Regions from separate parts of the Mus musculus genome. Here all the other regions are linked to region 2. A link is a contact called in public HiCAR-type, HiChIP or PLAC-seq and promoter capture Hi-C data. All regions are on one chromosome and are shown on one strand. The core of a region is the stretch at or near the end of the contact, and the rest is flanking DNA. Distances in the headings are between cores, read along the strand shown.

Region 1 (3,695 bases), core at 970-3,469, 1.2 Mb after region 2:
GGTGTGCGATGTGTGGGTGATGTCCGAAGGCACTTCCCCAGGGAATGTGTCCGAGGCCACCGTGAGCGCCGCTCGCGGCTTCCCGCTGGGATGCGTAGTTGTTGAGATGGGAGACCAGGCGAACGCGAAGCGGGTCGGAGGCATCGAGTCCTTCAATGATGCTCAGATAACGGGCAACTTCGGCCAGGCATTCCCGAAACCCCAAACTCCGATAGTCCATAGCCAGGGCGTGCGCGTCAAAATAACCTGTGCACAAAAACAAAGGAAAACCTTCAAGGCTCTGCTCATTTCCTGAATTTCTTCCACTCCAAAGTTCTTCCTGGCAACTCCATACAGGATTACAGCACAGATCATGGGTCCTGGAAGCTCAAATATTTTGAAGCTGACCAAAATCTTTGCATTAATCAACAGTATATGTTTGCTAATGCAAGTTCAAAGCCCAATTAGAAGCTGCTGAGCAGAAATTGGAATTATACCCTACCAGCAGATGAAACTATGTTCCCTCCTTTAATGTTTTCCCTCAACAACAACAAAAAATACATCAAGGACAGAGAAACCACAGAGCAGTGAAATTCATTAGACACACAGATGTAAGTTATCATCGTGGAGCTTTTAGGCACTTGGTCCTTGGTGAAGAATCTGGTGGCTGGAGACAGACACGGGCTTCAGTCTCTCACCCCGTTAGATTTTTTTTTCCTCTCTATTTAGCCCCAACATGTCTCTTTCCTCCAAATTCTTTTGGCAGTTCGTTTTCTAAATCTGTATATAAAATTCCGACTATCTAGTTGTTCTTTTTAATAAGCCATTTCCCAATCCTTTCTTAAATAGCAACAGACAAACATGAGTGACTTGACCTAAATCAGGGCTGTCACAACCGGAGGAGCTCCGGGAGACAGGCGCTTGCTGAAAGGTGCATTAGCTCAGTTGAAAGAGGATTGGGGTGATGTATTCACTGCTCAAGAACCCATGTGCTGTTGAAGGTGCACTTGGCTGGCAAGCACATACTGCTCTCCCCACCCCACAAAGCAAAGCAGGCAGGGACTGCACCAATCCCAGACTGCGCTTGCTACCACCCCCACCCCCCACGCCGAGCACGCAAAGCCCCAGCTGAACTGGAGAGGAATACCTTTCCCTCCTGCAGTGTGCAGCATTTTCAGGTGATCCACAGTCATCTGCAAGATCTCAGCTTTTTCTAGCTTAGCAGATCCCTAAAAAGAAGACAAAAGGCTTATCTGACACAAGTGCCTTTGGAGAACTTAAAATATGCACACAAATATACATACATGTAAAATACAAACGTAAAAAAAAAAGCAAAAGTCACGTATATCCACAAAATCTGTGGGAATTTGTGTAAGAACATCCAACGACTTGGCACAAATGAGGTTAGAAGCACGGAGGGGAGGGAATCAGAAGGTGCCGATGGCTACACTCAGCGCTCTCATACTTCCATTACCTGCTTCTCAAAGGCACTGGGTACCAGCCTTCTCAGCTCAGACAAACTGTTATTGATTCGGTCTCGTCGGCGCTTCTCGATGATCTATGGGAAGCAGACAAAAACAAAGGAGGGCATTTACGTTATGACTGTACATTCCAACGAGAAGAAATGTGGTTCTTTCCGTTAGTTAATTAATTAATATAACAATGTGCATATATATTTAAATTATTGGGGGGGGGGGTACTCACGCCTCTCCGTCTTTTCCTGGCCAAAACCTGGGACGATGTCGTTGGGGACATGGAACACAGCGCCGAACTCAAGTTTCTGTAAGATGGGAAGCAATTGCCTTGAGAAAGGAAAGGAGAGCCCTCCTACACCAGATTTCTTTGGCAACTTGAGCTGGAGGGCTCGGGGACGATTGCTCCCAGCCAGCAGCTGCCGGCCCACGACTCCCGGCAAAGGGAACCCAGCATCAGCGCACCCCATCCTCTCCTCCCGCTCCGGATCGGTCGGACGCCGCCAACTCACCCATTCTCGTCCGCGCTCTCCTTTTCCACCTCGATGGTCTCGTCCAGCTCACTATCTGAGGAGCTGTAGTCTGGGTGAGCTCTCTTCATGGTGGCGGAGCGTGGGCTCCGAGGAGGGTCGCGCGGCGGGCAAGGAGGAGTTAACTGCAGTGGCCGCTCAGCGCTCGGCTGCGGGAGGTGCGTGCACACTGATCCCACTCACGCTCAGTCTCCGGTTAAAACTCAACCATCCCTTTCCCACGCTGCGCCCCTTCCCATGGATAGGGGGAGGGCGGGGAAGGCGGAGAGGTTGGGGCAGGGGCGGGGCCACGGCTCCCGGGTAACCGCGTGCCCCGGCCAATTGGCGCCTCGCTGCGCAGATTGGCAGCCGCATGGGGGCGGGACGAGCGGAGGCCGAGGCTGGCTGCTCCCCGCCCCCGGAGCCCGCCCCTGCCCGGCGGCAGTGCGTCGGCTCCGCAGGAGTTCGGCTGGGGGCCGCGGGCGGCGGTGGGCCGGCGGCGGGCAGAAATGGGGGGCCGGCCCGGGACACCAGCCCGGCGATAGCCACCGCCCCGCCCAGCCCCACCCCGCGCGCCCGGATTGGCCTGGCCGTGTGCCAGGGCCGCGCCTGCAGCGCCGCCGGTGAGCCGCACGCGCCGCGGGCCGTGGGAAAGTGCCGGCGCCCCGGCCGCCAGCCAATCCGGACGGACGGCGACGGCGGCGGCGACGGTGGCGGCGGCGGCGGCGGCTGCTCTGGGCGGCTGCTCTGGGCGGCTGCATGAATGGAGAAGAATAGCCAGGCGGGGGAGCCGGGCTGCACGAGGGCGCGCCTGCCGGGCTCCTGGTGTGAACCTGTAATCGGAGTCCGGGCGCCGGCGGGCCCCGGAAGCCACCGCCCGCGTCCCGTTCTCTGCACTGCTGCCGGTGCCCCGCGGCTGGAGGCGGGCGTAGTTGGCGGGTCCTACAGGAACAGTCGCCTGGGGCGCCGCTCCTTTGGATGGTGGCCACCAGCTCTGGGAGCAGAGCCTGAGAGACTCAAGGGATGCTGCTTTTTGGGTTCTAGGAGCCTCTAAAGCTAATCCTGCAAGGCTTCTCAGCTTTGGGACGAAATGCATGCCCCTATGCATGTCATTTCCGGGGAAGTAGAGCGCTTGTTTTCTGGGTTAGCTTGAGGGAGGAGTAGCTATCCCCCGAGACATTCATTATGTTGGGATTTTTGCTGTTGTTTTGTTTTGTTTTTGTCCTCCCTTCCCCCTAGTGTTGGCGGCCAGATCCTCTTAGCAGGCGACAGGGTGGCGGCCTGGGTGTTTGCTTCTGAGGCTGTGCGATCATCTGTGCGAGGATGCACGTTTCTGGCCCGCATCGCGCGCGCGCGGACACACACACACACCCGTTGGTCTCAGTTGGGAGGGGCGTTTGGGGTGCTATATGAAGTTCTGCACACCGCTCTCCCCTCTCCCCCACCAAGAAGGGCGACTTTAAAAAAATAGTTTAAATCTTATGGATTGTTTCCCTAGTTCAGCGTTCACAGAAGTAGACAACCTGGAGAAAGCCCAGTCTTTATCCTGCCCCACTCTTGGAGCCTGCAATCCCGTCTATGAAGCAAAACTTCATAACCGTTGAGAAGAATAAAAGAAACTCAACACCTTTGCAAGCAATTCTGTTTCTAGACATGATGGGTTCCATAAATGCAGACTAAACCGAGTTCCCAGGTCCAGTTCTCCATCCACACACTTTAGACCACATCCTGGGTC
Region 2 (3,629 bases), core at 344-2,843:
CCCACCCCTGCCCCCGACAGGCCCCTCATGCCAGACTGGTAGCTTTTCTGACAGGCCTTTTTCCAGAAATGTGAGGTAAATTATTCATGGGTCAGAACACTGAACTAGACATAGCTTCTCTCCTCTCTGCCATCTACTGGCAGACATGTGATATAGCAGCCACACCTGTAAGGCTTCTAGATGGCAGGGCCTCTTAAGGTACTTTTGTTATTGTTGCTATTTTTATTATTGTTATTGATGTTACTGTAGATTTTATGGCTAATAAGGCTTGTGTCCATCATCCTAATATTTGTCTAAACTTGCAATATGCAAAGTAAATGTCTTCTTTATTTTGATAATTCTTTTTGTGTTCTTTTTATTTTTTTGGGCATTCTTATGAAAGCTGTCCTCAACCTCATCTGATTTTGTCTTAGAAGCATGGCCAGGGGACTGGTGGTGGCGGGGCTCTCTACACCAATATAGGGTAACTAGGTTGGTTGCCTGCATGGAGGTCCCAGAAACTCAGAAGTCAGGGAAGCCCAGAGCAGAACAAGGAAAGGACTCATGAGATAATTGCAGAATGGAAGTTTCTTATACTATTCTGTACCAGACTCGGACTCTACGGTCTTCACACCCACTGTGAGCGTCTTCTCACAGATAAGACCTCTTGGCGTTTGCTTGTTTAAACAAAATCAGAGAGTTACTGACATATTTAAGTGTATACAGAATTAAGACAACTTTTGAATTAAACTGCTCAACAAGAAAACAGTGTAAGACTTGTTACGAACAAAATATATTGATAACTTAGTAATGGACACCCCAGAATCAGTAAACAATATGATTGGTTTATTCTTGCTAAGTAAAATTTTCGAAGAGTTTTAGTAAGGGTAAAATGTGTTAGACTGTGAAGCAAAACCGTTTGAGTGGTTGGATTCCATTTTGACTCTGACAGAAAGACACCTTTGTGCCTTGATAGGTTAGCTTCCCAGTTTAAAGCGCTCAGTACAGTACAGCCTTGATGAGATGCAGAACTGCAGTTGAGGGCAAGCATAGTGCTGGCCAGGGAAAGATTGTGCAACGGGGAAGTTTCATTTCTAATTTCGGGCCTAACTTTTTATAGTTAGAAAACTGTTTCAGAAGTTTGGCGCAATCTCAGTTCCACAGTCCCATACAGAAAATATGACTTACCTAGGAAACAATGTCTTAGCCCATAGAGCTGTGTCTGAAGAACAAGGCTAGAGGATGTTGCTTGATTTAAAAGGGCAGTGAACACGGGATGGTGCTGGACCAAGGCCCCCTTATCTTGTTACAAGAGCTCAGAGGGACCTGTTAAAAAGACATTCTCTTACTGACTGGAGATGAGGAGCTCCGAGATGCGGAGGCATTCTAAGCTGGAAAACAAGGTGTGAGCCTAAATGTGGCTGAAGTGGAACAAAGGCGTGTAAGGATCTCGGATTGCCAACAAAAGTAGCTGCGGTTTCCAGGGAGGGTGGTTGGAAAAACCTTGGTGGAAGGAGAGTCCCTCGGGAGGTGGCAGAAGGCGCAGCCCCGCCCTTAGTAGCTCCGCCCCTGTCACCCCGCCCCCACCCGCGCGGACCAATAGGAGGCCGGGATGTTAGAGTGTGGGAGGTGCGGCCGTGTTGCTACAGCAGGAACTGGGCGGCGGCGGGTGCTGCCTGCGGAGCCTGAGGCGGCGCGTCATGGACGGACTGGAAGGTGAGACGCGAGGGGGATGCGACCGCGGGGCTCCAGCGGGCCCGAGCGACCGGGGCCTGGAGTCTGGGGGCAAGTGCGGCCGGCCGGCCGGCTCTGCAGCGAGGTCCCCGCGCTCGCCGACACCCGGGGCGGAGCTGGCGGCCCCTTACGGGAGCGGTGGCCGCGGGCTGCCCGCCGGGCACGGTGCTCGACTTCACCGCGGGGTTGGAGCCCCCGCGTCCTCACTTCTGCAAGGCCTAACTACCATGTCGGGTCCTTTCTGGACCCCTGAGTTTCCTGTGGGCACTAGGTGTCTCTGGTCGAGTCTTATCTTTGCAAAGTGTATTCTTGGTTAAGGTTCGCGACGCCCGGGTCGCCAGCTCTTGCTGACCCCTCAGGACCTGCCCTGCCTCCAGCGAGCTCTGGACACACACCTTGGACAGTCGTAGGTCCATTCCTTCCATTTCTACCGCACCTTGCTCGGAGAGATGCCGGAGCATCTCCCAAGGAAGTGTCCCTGGCGAGCTCTACAGCAGGGACAATAGCTTCAACATTAATGGTTTATTCACGAGGACGGTCTAGGGAAAAGCCAGCTTTGCTTCCTTATCTTCACTTTATCCTGGTGCCTTAGCCATGGCTTCAGATTTTGTTTTGTTCCCAGTTCTTTCCCTTTCTTCATCCATTTTAATCCCGCGCTAGGACAACATTTCACTTAAAAAACAAAGGAAGGAAGAAAAAAAAAATCTTAACAGTGGTGACAACAGTTTCAGGATTTAAAAAGACTAGGGATCTTTCTGATATACAAGCTTTCAGAAAATTTGGATCCTGCTGCCTTAAAATAGTTTTTTTTTCTCTCTTAAAATTGTTTCACCACTTACTGTACTTGGAATGAATAGGGGACTTGATCCCTTCATTTTCTTGTATTATAGATAGTCAAATATTTCAGGACATGTTACGAAGTTAACAGTGGTAACTGATAACTCTTCCCCAGTGATTTAAGTGTACCAGAAAGAAAATATAATAATATGATTATGAATTTTATTTCACAATGATATTTTGCAGTTAAGCTTTCTCCAAACATCTTGAAGGTGATAAAGAATTCTAATAGATCATTTATGCTGCAGATTAGCTGTGAAGGTCTTGCTTGGTGTACCACTCAAATTAACATGAAATGAGAAATTGTAATGACAGCATACCTTTCAAAAATCTCCTATTTTTGGATACCCCTACAGGCAACTCATTTTAGTGATTTACAACTATACTAGTATAGGGACTGTATAGAGAATAGAGTTGAAACATAGGTGTGAAGACTTTACAACGCTATCATACTGCATGAAGAGTGTTTAAGAATACTTCCCAGATTTTTACTGATCAATATTTACAGTGAAAGAAATATTCATCCAATGTTTCACTTATTTATCTATGCATGCAAAGAATAAAAAATTGTCAAAGTTCTTGCTATCTAAATCAGAAATTTAGGAGAAATAATCGAATACTAGTATAATATACACTCTGTGTGTGTGTGTATGTATGTATGTATGTATGTATGTGTGTAGAACATAAGGATCCTCATGTAGTATGCAATGAGCATGATTCATGAGTCAGGTTTATGTTAAGCAGTACTGGCCCTTAAACTCTTTGATTTTTCTTTTCCTGAACAAACTAAGATGCCATCATTTCATGCATTCAATTATAATAAATTAGGTTGAAATATAAGGAAATCATTGTTTCTGTCTGGCAGAACAGGTAAATATTGGCAACTAAAAGTGATCCAGCATAGTTAGAGCTCAAAGTGTTCTGTTGAGTGGAAGAGCAGTGCTCGCTCTCTTGTGGTTTTGTCCTGGCTTCAGCCCCACTCCACTTCCATCATTCTTTCAAAAAGTGAGTTCATACAATGTCACATTTTTCAGAGTTCAAAACTTTGAGTCTTAAGGATACCATTTGTTAATTTTTTA
Region 3 (3,447 bases), core at 621-3,120, 1.1 Mb after region 2:
GAAAACACCACCTGGGTTATTTCAGGCCGAACATGTCCAGCAACAGCTAAGGTGGCTCTGTGAGTTCTTGGGACCACATGCACTGACCCCTCTGCCCTTGCTCTTTCTAGGAGAGGCATGCTGCAGAGGTTCGCAGGAACAAGGAACTGCAGGTTGAACTGTCTGGCTGAAGCAATGGCGGGTATGGCAAGCCCCTCCCATAGTAAATCCCCCTGCCTATATTATAATGGATCATGCGATATCAGTATGGGAAGTGTATGACATGGTTTAAAAAGAACTCATTATGAAAAACAAAACAAAAAACAGAATCAAAAATAAAATAAAAATCAATGCGGTCTCTTTGCAGAATGTTTTGCTTGATGTTTAAAAAAGTACCTTGGATCTTATTTTGTAAATATTTACATTTTTGTTAAAAAATACAAGTATTGCATTATGCAAGTTATTTCATGATCTTACATGTCCTGTAACAGGCTTTTGACGTTGTGTCTTTCCACTCAGATGGATTTGCTAGGTCTGTTCTTTTGGAAGCCCCACTCAGTCCCTGCCCTTTTCATTCCAACCGAAAAATGAGGTCAGTAGACAGTCTATGGTGCTAGAAACCCACCATTGCCTAATGACCTAGATGACTCCGTAATCTCTGAGCGTGACCAAGACCACACCTAGATCGTGGGTACTGTGTGTCCATGTGAACCTCCACATTTGCTCGTAATCTGCTTCCTGCCTAGAAGCGGCAAAGCCAGGCTAAGGGAATCTACCAGTCATAGCACTTATGTCTGCTCCTCATGGATTACGCGCTACACATGTGTTTGGGTTTTAGAAACAGGTGCATGTGAAGACAAATCTGAGCTCAGTCAGGGTAGAAGCGAAAGGCTGAACCTTCCAACGTGCTGATCACAAACGCAAAGCCAGAGGGTTCAAGCAGCCATGGGATTGTTCTTCATGAAGTGGGCTTATTTCTCTCATTTTAGTTATTATGATGGGATGAATTAATTGACATGTCGGGTGGCTTATCTGTGGGTGCCATGGGTGATGATGTTCATTTTAAGCTTTTGCCTGTAGTACAAGCACATAATGCTACTGAACGTTTTTCCACTTGGAGACTGTGAGCTGGTTGCTGCATTAAAAACACAAACAAAATCACAAGCACTGTGGACTTTTACTCAAGCTGGTCTTTCTTCCCCAGTGTAGGGCAATCCTGCCTATAAACAAGACCAAACCACTCCATCTGTGATGCTGACGCAGTGAAGGGGCCAGGCAGGGCATTTGTGCCAAGTATAAGAATCAGCAGACACCCAGCATACGTACCTATTGCAGTTTTGAAGTTGTTTCTCCCTAACTCCCAACTCCCAACTCCCAAACTGCCTGCATATTTACTCTTCGTCAGTGCTATCTTCTTGTATGTCATTGTGAGCAAGCTGTGATGAATAAAGAATTGGAGTTCTGTGAACTAATAACGGTTTGGTCTGGTCTCTCGGCCCTGTATGCTCAGAGCCTGATGCTGAGATTGTAGTAGGAGGGCTGTTGGATTGGACAGTCTTGGGAGCAAAGAGGCAGTACTGAGTTTGGAGGAAGCCAAGGGCCTGCTGGTTGACTTCCCTTGTAAAGCAGCAGGACAGCTCTTTTCCCGCTTCCTTGGACAGGCTGACACAGTGGGGAAGGCCTTCAACCTGTTCCCCTTAGCAACAGGCACAGTGAAGGAGAAACTGAAGGTCCAGGCTAGTGGTCCTGAGCAATGGAGCCTCATTCTGGACATCGTGGGGTTCCTGGAACCACCTCAAGTTCTCATGCTGCCCACAGGACACCCCCAGCCTAGGCCGTCTGTTACAATGTGACTTCCCTATCCTACTGCCAAACTGTATCCTGCCAATGAGCACAGGCCCACATGGACACGGCAGGGTCCTGCCAGGGACCCAGATGGATATTACACGACCAGACAAACAGCATCCAATTTGACCAGAAAGTCAGAAATAATTGGAACAATGCAGATTTATGAATAAATAAATTGGGCTGTCACTCACAAGATCACTGGCTAGGTTTAAGCCAGTGAAACAGCGTCTTCGATGTAGCTTCGATGAGACTAGAACAGCTCTCTATATAGACCAGGTTGGCCTTAAATTCACCATCTGTCTCTGCCTCCCAAGTTCTGGGATTGCAAGGCTACATAGTGAGAACCAGTATTTAATTTTTTGGTTAAAAATATTCAAATGCTTTTTTAAAAATTAGATTCTAATTATTATTATTATTATCATTAGTATTATTATTTAGATTTTGTCTGTTGAGTATTATTATTGTGTACATGGATGTTTTGCCTGACTGTATGTATTCAGTGCTTGAGGAGGCCAGAAGAGAGCATCAGATCTCATGGGATTAGAGTTAAGAGATGATTGTGAGCCACCAGGACAAAGGTCTGAAAGAGCAGCCAGTGCTAGTAAGTAGTGGCACCTTTGCAGCCCTATCAACATGCTTTGAAATGCTGGCAGTCCTGATCAGTCCAGGGCGAGACCTGTCTTCATTCTGTTTTACATAGGTCAGTAGGAACATGTGACCATGAATGACCATAAGCCCAAAGCTTAGTTAGACCCAACACTGTAAGTGTGAGGCTTTCAGAGTATTAAAGTGGTTGGCACTGCCTCTCACTACAGTGTGTCCCTCCCTAAGCAGGAATACAGCCTAGTCCCACTGCCTAATGTTAAGAAAAAGAAAAGAAAAGAAAAGAAAAGAAAAGAAAAGAAAAGAAAAGAAAAGAGAGAGGAGGGGAGGGGAGGGGAGGGGAGGGGAGGGGAGGGGAGGGGAGGGGAGGGGAGGGGAGGGGAGGAGAGGAGAGGAGAGGAGAGGAGAGGAGAGGAGAGGAAGCTCAGACCATAGAGAGGTGAGTGACTCACCTCAGTCCAATGCCTGCCTCCAAGAACTTGCCTCAGTACCAGTTATTCTCCAGCAAACACCTGCCGAATCCCATTTCTTTGGTGAAGAGAGATTACATGTACGATGTTACCCTAGACCAATCATTCTCAAAGTCATTGTTAACTGCAGATTGCTCACCAGCCTGGGGTGCATTAGGCCTTGGTTTTATCTTCAGCACTGGAAAATAAAGGGAAACAAAGCCAAGCTTGCTGACCTCCACCTCTACAATGTACCCCTGAGCTCTGTACCCTGAAGCCAAGTGCTCACTGCTCCCCCAGCCTCACTGTAAACACGCTGCTCCAGCTGCGTGGAGCAGTCCCAGTGGCCACCATGCAGAAGGAATCTGAATCAATTGTGGTATGTTCCGTGAAGACCAGGTTGACGGAATCTTACGTAATCCTGTTCAAATGGTAGGTGTAGGGTGGAAAGGAAGCTGAGGAGGAAGAAATAAAGTCTTGTTTGCTGGGTAATGAAAGTATAGAGCAAAGAGCTGCCTAGGCAGCGCATGGTGAGAGGCAGGAGAGGGTAACAGACAGTGCCCTGGCA
Region 4 (3,457 bases), core at 838-3,337, 1.0 Mb after region 2:
CTCAACACATTGTCTCACCTCATTCACTGCAATAATATTCGACCCCCATTTGTAGACAAACTCAAATTCAGAAGGTATAATGTTACCTTAGACTGACAAACTCAAGTTCAGAAGGTATTTTGTGTTACCTAAGATTGACAAACTCATTTTTAGAAGGTATAGTATGTCATCTAAGATTGGTTAGATCCAGAACTGGAACACAAGTCTTGAGTTCCAGTTAATATTTTCTTCATTACTCTAGAAGACTATTTGCTTACCTCTAGTTATTAGTGAGGGCAGAAGCAAGAGAACATATAAATAAATAAGAGAAGAAATATTTCTATGTCTCTTTTTTCCTTGGCACAATCAGCTGTCTGCTCTAAGAGGATGTCACAGGAAAGGTTTCAGAAAACCCATCTTCTAGCATTTTTCAAAGCTAGTGAACTTCAAGGGTAGAAGCCAACCCCACCATGCTATTTGTGACCTCTGGACTGTTAACCTCCAACTAAACTCAGTTTCTAGGACAACTGACAAACTCAGCATCTGTTGCTTACTCATGAATGACAGCCCCTCCCTGCTCAGCAACCAAAGGATAAGCATTTGTGGACATCTGTTAACTGAACGAATGTTCAGAGGAATACGTGTAGGGGAATACAGAATATACTACAGGAGAGACACCCTCTCCACTCCCAAAAAATGCAAGGTTGAGAAAAAAAATAAGTAAACAAAATAGAGGAAAGGGGGTAACTTGGTCAGGAGCAAGCCAGGAAAGGGGGTCTTTCCTCGAAAAGCCAAAGATACTACAAAGCCTTTGAAATAGGAAGCGTGATGTTTGAATGACATACACATACTTAGTTTTGGAGGCTACATGACATATACAAATGGTCACCACATTCTACTTGATAGACCTTCTGTCTACTTAACCAATTATAACATAGCTGGATTTCAAAACTGTGAACAATATTCCAATGAAAACCCTACTTTTGAGAAAAATATAAATAAATAAATCTAGGGTGAATAGAATCTAAAGAACAAACATTGTATCCTTGGGTTTTTGCATCACCAACTGGTGATATTTTTATAATAGCACATTACCATGCCAAATTTCAATTCACATTTATATGTGCAAATCAAATGTTTAATTCTATTTTTATTGTGTTTTTAACCAATGAACAGAGTATTTGCTGCCACAAATAAATTAAAATCCATAGGCCACCCCAGTCTCTCCATCTAGTTACACTAGCAGGGAATCTTCATATCGTAAGAGTGACTATCAGAGAGTTCCAGATGGCATGCAAATGGCTTATGTTTTATGGATCACTTTCTGCCTGTGAGGAAGAATATTTGAAGCCAAAAATAGACTTTTCATGAAGCATTAGGAAAAGTGGGATATGCCCTGAAAATTTAACAACTTGAAATCAGAGATATGGGTTGCTTCTTGAAACATTTGTTGCCTTAGATAACATTCACACTATCACACACACAGCGATTATGAAACACAAAGATCCAGAAAGAAGAAAACATTTTAAGACATAAATATGAACATAAAACTTGTAAGATTTTCTTTATTATAACAAGTTTATTTATTATTAAGATAAATGTTATCTACCTTATGTTCGTCTAACATAAGGTAGATAAAGGATGTTTTTACTTCAGAAAACAAAGTGTATGTAAAGGAAAGATTATTCCATTTTAAAATCTATTGAGTATTTTAAAACCAACTATAAGGTCAGCCAGTAGTATGTGGAGAGGTGGCTTGGTCTGTTCAAGTTCTGCAGACCTTTAGATGTAGTCTAGTGGCAGAGCTTGATCCCGGGAGCAAGACAGGGGTAGGGAGATAAGGAATCTTCAGTCATGAAAATCTCCCGAAGCTCAGTTAAGACACTCTCCACCTCACAGCTTATTCTACCGACCTCCAACAAGGAGTCCATCCATACCAACAGAAACCGCACAAGAGTAGGAACTCCGTTCTACACATGTACAACACTAAAGAGAAACGCCACTGTCAGGCAGGCTGTGTGACTGGAGACCGTGGAGAGAAAGTGTGTGTGGACACGGCAGGGAAGAAGCAGCAGTGAGCAGGGCATGCCGGGATCCATCCTCCGGAGCTCATGTCAAGGGAGGCTCTCACCTTCACCTCAGAGCCTCCCTCCCCCCACAGAGAGACTCCCTTGACAGTCTGCCCCAAGTTCCCTCGAGATTTATTGACTACAGGTGTAGTCAATGGATGTGGAAATGTGTGATTTAATGTGATACTTTAACATATTTAGACGCTGTGAAATGGTAAAACAACAACAACAACAAAAGACTAATCAGCATTTCCCTGAGCCCATGCTCACCTTCTATGAATATGCTAAGAACATTTGCAATCTACCCCAGATTACCAAGTGTATAATACTTTATAATAAAAATTCCTAAAATGGTTTGTAAAACAAGATAGCCCTAACCTTTGACTGCATCAGTGTTCTCTGCTTGGGTTTGTTCATGTGTGCATTCAGTGTTCTCTTGAAACACAAACTAGCAATAAAGTGTAAGTGTAACTAACTCATAGGACTTGCTTTCTTTAAGACAAATCTTTCCTGACTGCTGCTTAAACACGCCTGTTTGCATAAGCATAGTATACGTAATAGATATAGACACTGCCTGCACACATAGACATAGCATACCTGCAGACACTGAATGCACACCGTCAGTGACTGACTAGCACTAACTCTGATGAGTGTGCTTTGGAGATCCAGCTGCTGGACAGCACTGAGTAAGTCTGTGTACAGGGCATTTTATACAGTGTCCGTAGAGACTTTAGTCTTTCTCTTATGTTTGGAGAAACAGGAAATGCGGTCTTTCTCTTATGTTTGGAGAAACAGGAAATGCGGCTGGATCTCGCGTGAAGCTCCTGTGGCTCGTGCCTGGCATGGTTTTGCCTTCTGCTAATGACTAGTAAGCACACCTGCTGGGATTACAATTTAAATACAACTACCCCGACAAGAAGTCTCTTTGGTGCAGGTATCAGGGATGTTATTTGGCAATAACACCAAATTAAAATACTTTCTATTCACAGTTGATATTAACACTAGCATCCACTAGCATGGATCTGTTTTGATGTTGTTGAGACAGATCTTACTATGTTGCTTAGCTGGCTTGGAACCAGGCTGGCCTCAAACTCTCAAAAGTCTACCTGCCTCTGCCTCCAGAACACTAGGATTAAAGTGATGTACCGCCATCCCTGGAAACAGCATGGATTGTGTTTTCCAAATAAGCATTTCAAATTATAAAGACATATAAAAATCTGTGTATTAAATGCCCAAAACTGAAGATAATCACAAAGTGGTTTTTTTTCTATCAGGTAAAAAAACAAACAAACAAACAAACAAAAAAAAACCAGATAAGTGTTAGTCTGTCTTCAGCAGATTTGCTTCTGTCTGTCTTTTTCTTAGTGACTTTGAAGAGCATATCTCAAGGCAAGGATTTTTTTTTTTTT
Region 5 (3,856 bases), core at 375-2,874, 1.0 Mb after region 2:
TGCTAACTAGCCTTCAGAGAAGGAAGAAGCTCTCACATTTATACTGGGAAATGACTTTGGGGAAAGAAAAAAAATGATCATTTTTTTTCCAAACCCTGCCAATTTCCTACAGTACTCTATCTGCATCATAGTCATGGACCTGTTCGATGACAGAAATAATTTCTCATCTTCCTGCTCAAGAAATAATTGTATTGATCTTCATTTTATTTTTTTTTTCCCTGTGATTCAGCAGGTCAGGAATGCTCCCATCCCAGTAGCTTCCTGCCAGTCAGCAAGTCATCCAGAGTGTGAAGACGCTTTACAAAGTAACCGGAAGTGCAGAGCCATTTCAGCACCACGGACAGCGCTTCTGCTTTTCTGTTCAGGATACTTAAAAAAAAAATTTTTTTTTAAGTGTAACCTAGTAACTACCAAACAATTTACCAATGGGCAAAATCTTAATTTTTGATACCTTTAAAGTTAAAGAGTGTTTCATTCATGTTCACACTGCAACGATGTTCTTTTTTTTATTTTTTTTCATCTCTGAGATGGAAGTATCTCTTTCTTGCTATTTTTAAATCTCAACCACAATTCCTACATGAGTTTAGGCTGATACAATGTCAGTACAGTAGAGTTCAATCCTGCACATCAAAAGTTCCATGAACACAGGTCCAAAAAGTATCCCTGATGCTGTGTCTCCAGTGCTCTGCACATGCTCAGAAAATATAGGAATTGAGAAAGAATGGACATTTGCTAAATGTTTTTTGAAGTGAACGAATGAATGAGTGAATGAGTGAATACCTTGTTTATAATGTTTCAAAGTTCATTGCACTTCATAGTGCTTAATCTGACTGTGAATGCAGGAAAAATCACTCCTTGTCCAAGTTCGTGTGCTTTCTTGCATCATGTCCTTAGATGGAACTTACATCTCTGCCCAGGTAGCCAACAGTCCTCTCCTCTATGCTAAAGGGAGGAAAAGACAGCCACCCTCCCTCTGTTATAAGACCCTCCTGAGATCATGCACTCTGGAGCCCAGCTATGCTAGAAAGAAAGACCAGTAGCCCAGGCCATTTCTGAGCTGCCACCACAGCCAGACATGGGTTGGTTTGGGAATTCCATCATATATTAGGGAGGCCAGGATTCACCAAGGGCAGGGCCAAAGGTAAAAGAGAAAATAAGAAACACTGGTAACACAAGCTTTAAACAGATTTTTCCAAAACTCAGCACACTGGGGTGGGTTCTCAGGCCCCTGAGTCTATTCCTTCTCTGTGCCAATCTATGCAATGACACATGTTTGAGCAAAGTATAGCCTCCTGGGTACAGGTAAGCACAGCCCAGTCCTTAGCTCCAAGGAGGCTTCCAGGCTAAGGCACCACTCCACTTGGACTGTACTATTGGGCTCCAAAATGGGGGGGAGCTTCCAGACAAGGACTGATTTCCATTTCAAACTGCATTCTGGTACTTTGTACTCCAGCACCATTGGCCGATCAATATTTAATGCTTGGAGATTCTCACTCTGCGGGAGTCATGTCAGGGGACCCTGAGAGCCAATCTGCTTGAGCTTCTGCGTGATAATTATTCATGGGCTCCTGCCTCTTGCTCTTTCTCTAGCACGGTCCCACTCTGCAGACTCAGTGCCTTACTCAGACTCCTCTCTCGCTCTCTCCGCGGCTACAGCTGGACCCTTCTCCTTTGCCTTCGCCACCACTCCGTGCGTGCACATCCCTACAATGGCTAAAACAGCAATGGGTAAGAATCGCGTTTTGCTCCCCACGGGCTCTATCTGGAGCCAATCTCTCCCTTTCTCTCTCGGATCTCTAAAGACATTAAAAGATATTTTATAAAGGGAAAGACATTCATGACAGGAACCGGGAAAGGTTGGAGGGAGCTCTAAGAGACCAAAGGGGGAAGGGTGTCTTTGAAAAACTAAAGTAAATGGTTTCTTTTTAAAAGATAGAAGCAGGTAAGTTTTCCTCCAATGGGTAGGAATTTTATTCTGCTTCCATATTTAAAACTAAAGTGTCCATCAGAGGGGAGGGGGCTACCTTAACGATTTGCCTTTAGTGAGGTGAAGGGACATTTCGGAAAGTGGTTTTGAACGTCCTATATTTATTCTGTAGTTTAAAAAGATAATAGGGACAGGAAGGGAGTGATGTTGGAATAAAAGAGAAAATGCAAAGTCAAAGCGGTCCCATCCTGGAGGTTTGAGAGAGGAGTGGGAACGGGGGAGGGGAGTGGGCACATTTAATGGTATTGTCTATCTTGGAAAAACCACTAGTCTTGGGGCGCGGTGCGGGGAGGTAAGGCGGCCGGAGGGGTGGGGTAGGACCTTAGCTCCTTTGTTTTAGGAAGAGGGAGGGGAAACAGGAGGAGGGCGTGGAGGGCGCGGGTGGGCAGCTGCAGGGGCGGGAGAGCGTGCGCGGCAGGGAGGGGTAAAGGGACCTGGCTTCCCAAGGCGCCGGGGTGGGGTTTCTTTGTGTGTGAAGCAATGGTGGGAGTGTGGGGGGGGGCACCTGCAGCGCTGGGCATACTATGCGGACAGCCCCACCCTGTGCAGAGTCAAGCTGTCCCCACCCGGACCCAGCTCCACACCCTCAGTAGAATGGGGGCCTAATGGGGAGCTCAGCACAACACTGAAAAACCCAACCCTGCGGGAACGGCAGAGCCCCGCCACGCCCCACTCACTCATTAGCAGCCTGCGTGCCTGACCTGACCGCTAACCTCAGCCGCTCCACCCTGGCCTCATTGTTCTTCGTTAACATATTTTTCAGAACCACATTAAATAGGATATTTAAACATAGTGGCAAAAAAAAAATCAAAAAAGGGAAAGAAGCAGGGGGTGGGGGAGCTATTCTGAACTCCTTGGGTCATTTCGGGGGGAGGGGAGGGGGCAATTAGGGAACCTAGAAGGGTATACAGAAAATAATACAGATAAAGATGTGTAAGGGTGACATAAAGCAAAAGAGGTCAAGGTCTTTAAGATGAGCCTCGTGCAATTTCAATTTTGTGGGTCAGACGGAGCCAAATCTGTAAAACCGCAATAGAGTCCAGTCTAGATCCAGTGCCATCGTTCCGAAAAGGTCCTGTGCTTGTTTCCCTAGGGTAGACAGCCTGGGAGGGGCCTGCACTGGGGAAGCGGCTAGAACCACACACACACACACACACACACACACACACACACACACACACACACTAGATCGAGCTACTGATGCAGAGCAGGAAAAAGGATATGGACTGGCTCCACCCTGCCCTGCCCCACCCTGTCTGCGGAGCCCTGAAGACTCAGGCTCCAGGCTGGCTCCCACGAACTTGGGTGGGGCTGCTGAACAGTCTGCAGTCCGGGCACCCCTCTTTCTAGCCCCGCCTTCCAGAACAGCCCCAAACCCCTCAGGGTGTGCACACATCTGCCCAGGCTCAGGGTCGCAGGACTAAGCCCCTCCCAGCGGATAGAGGCTGTGCAGAAAGGCGAGCCAAGCCTGGCCGCACAAAGACGCAGCCGCGCCCTGCTGGGCCCCTGGACCACAGAGGTGACCCCCTTCCCTGTGGTTCGGGAAGGTGTCCTTGCCCATGCAGAATCCAAGGACCTTTTTCCCAAGCCCAAGCCCATGGCCTTGTGTTCTGGGATAGAGACCCCACTGAGGGTCCTCCAATGGGGCGTGGCTCGACCCCACCCCTCGTTGCTACAACCAAAGCCAGTGAGCTTGGGGAGCAAGCACGTGGCGATCGCGCGTGGACCCGGGCCAGCCCTGCAGCTCTCGCCTTCCTCTCGGAACTGGGCTCTCGCCCCCACAGAGTATCCCAGGAGAGGGTTCTGCGCAGTGTCCTGAGCTACTCTCGGTTGCCACAATTTGCTATCAAGTCGCTTGTCCAGAAGGGT

Evidence for each region. Promoter capture Hi-C pulls out the DNA fragments that hold promoters and counts their contacts. HiCAR-type assays count read pairs that join an accessible place to other places. HiChIP or PLAC-seq counts read pairs in DNA pulled down with a chosen protein or histone mark.
Region 1: a contact with region 2 is called in a HiCAR-type map of astrocytes, with 10 times the contacts expected there. The contact joins the promoter of Hey1 here to the promoter of Zc2hc1a in region 2. A contact is called at or near these places in 14 of 39 promoter capture datasets (the 3T3-L1 cell line, the C10 cell line, the SN4741 cell line and 9 more), 3 of 484 Hi-C or Micro-C datasets (embryonic stem cells, hematopoietic stem and progenitor cells and natural killer cells), 5 of 115 datasets of contacts at active chromatin or transcription factors (astrocytes, embryonic forebrain, fibro-adipogenic progenitors and 2 more) and 2 of 9 other capture datasets (adipose tissue and macrophages).
Region 3: a promoter capture Hi-C map of hippocampal neurons shows a contact between it and region 2, with 4 times the contacts expected there. The contact joins the enhancer-like site here to the promoter of Zc2hc1a in region 2. A contact is called at or near these places in 10 of 39 promoter capture datasets (the 3T3-L1 cell line, 3T3-L1-derived adipocytes, the C10 cell line and 5 more), 3 of 115 datasets of contacts at active chromatin or transcription factors (astrocytes, embryonic forebrain and embryonic stem cells) and 1 of 9 other capture datasets (embryonic stem cells).
Region 4: a contact with region 2 is called in an H3K27ac HiChIP or PLAC-seq map of embryonic stem cells, with 22 times the contacts expected there. The contact joins the enhancer-like site here to the promoter of Zc2hc1a in region 2. A contact is called at or near these places in 8 of 39 promoter capture datasets (3T3-L1-derived adipocytes, the C10 cell line, cranial neural crest and 5 more), 2 of 484 Hi-C or Micro-C datasets (both in embryonic stem cells), 7 of 115 datasets of contacts at active chromatin or transcription factors (embryonic forebrain, embryonic hindbrain, embryonic stem cells and 3 more) and 2 of 9 other capture datasets (embryonic stem cells and macrophages).
Region 5: an H3K27ac HiChIP or PLAC-seq map of embryonic stem cells shows a contact between it and region 2, with 20 times the contacts expected there. The contact joins the promoter of Stmn2 here to the promoter of Zc2hc1a in region 2. A contact is called at or near these places in 17 of 39 promoter capture datasets (the 3T3-L1 cell line, 3T3-L1-derived adipocytes, the C10 cell line and 9 more), 3 of 484 Hi-C or Micro-C datasets (all in embryonic stem cells), 12 of 115 datasets of contacts at active chromatin or transcription factors (astrocytes, embryonic forebrain, embryonic hindbrain and 3 more) and 1 of 9 other capture datasets (embryonic stem cells).

Annotation. Positions count from the first base shown.
Region 1 is chr3:8,664,819-8,668,513 of GRCm38.p6, forward strand. It overlaps Hey1 (hairy/enhancer-of-split related with YRPW motif 1), which reads right to left and starts at 2,220. Exons shown (of 5, transcript NM_010423.2): 1 at 1,964-2,220; 2 at 1,684-1,759; 3 at 1,454-1,537; 4 at 1,127-1,208; 5 at 1-246. The coding sequence starts at 2,052. LOC115489673 reads right to left here. Exons shown (of 2, transcript XM_030252957.1): 1 at 2,406-3,695; 2 at 2,106-2,260. The coding sequence starts at 3,068. The coding sequence ends at 2,120.
Region 2 is chr3:7,501,833-7,505,461 of GRCm38.p6, forward strand. It overlaps Zc2hc1a (zinc finger, C2HC-type containing 1A), which reads left to right and starts at 1,594. Exons shown (of 9, transcript NM_173181.3): 1 at 1,594-1,695. The coding sequence starts at 1,680. It also overlaps the pseudogene Gm23592.
Region 3 is chr3:8,560,156-8,563,602 of GRCm38.p6, forward strand. It overlaps Stmn2 (stathmin-like 2), which reads left to right. Exons shown (of 5, transcript NM_025285.2): 5 at 111-1,449. The coding sequence ends at 170. Among named protein-coding and RNA genes, the nearest start is that of Stmn2, 52 kb to the left of the region's middle. Within about 2 kb of position 1,871, at least 16 of the 459 cell types and tissues checked have an H3K27ac peak or open chromatin away from gene starts, as enhancers often do. A contact at or near this core is called in hippocampal neurons, where this site is marked.
Region 4 is chr3:8,524,989-8,528,445 of GRCm38.p6, forward strand. The region is part of intron 1 of Stmn2 (stathmin-like 2); the gene reads left to right. Among named protein-coding and RNA genes, the nearest start is that of Stmn2, 17 kb to the left of the region's middle. Within about 2 kb of position 2,088, at least 3 of the 459 cell types and tissues checked have an H3K27ac peak or open chromatin away from gene starts, as enhancers often do. A contact at or near this core is called in embryonic stem cells, where this site is marked.
Region 5 is chr3:8,507,903-8,511,758 of GRCm38.p6, forward strand. Stmn2 (stathmin-like 2) reads left to right here and starts at 1,625. Exons shown (of 5, transcript NM_025285.2): 1 at 1,625-1,728. The coding sequence starts at 1,710.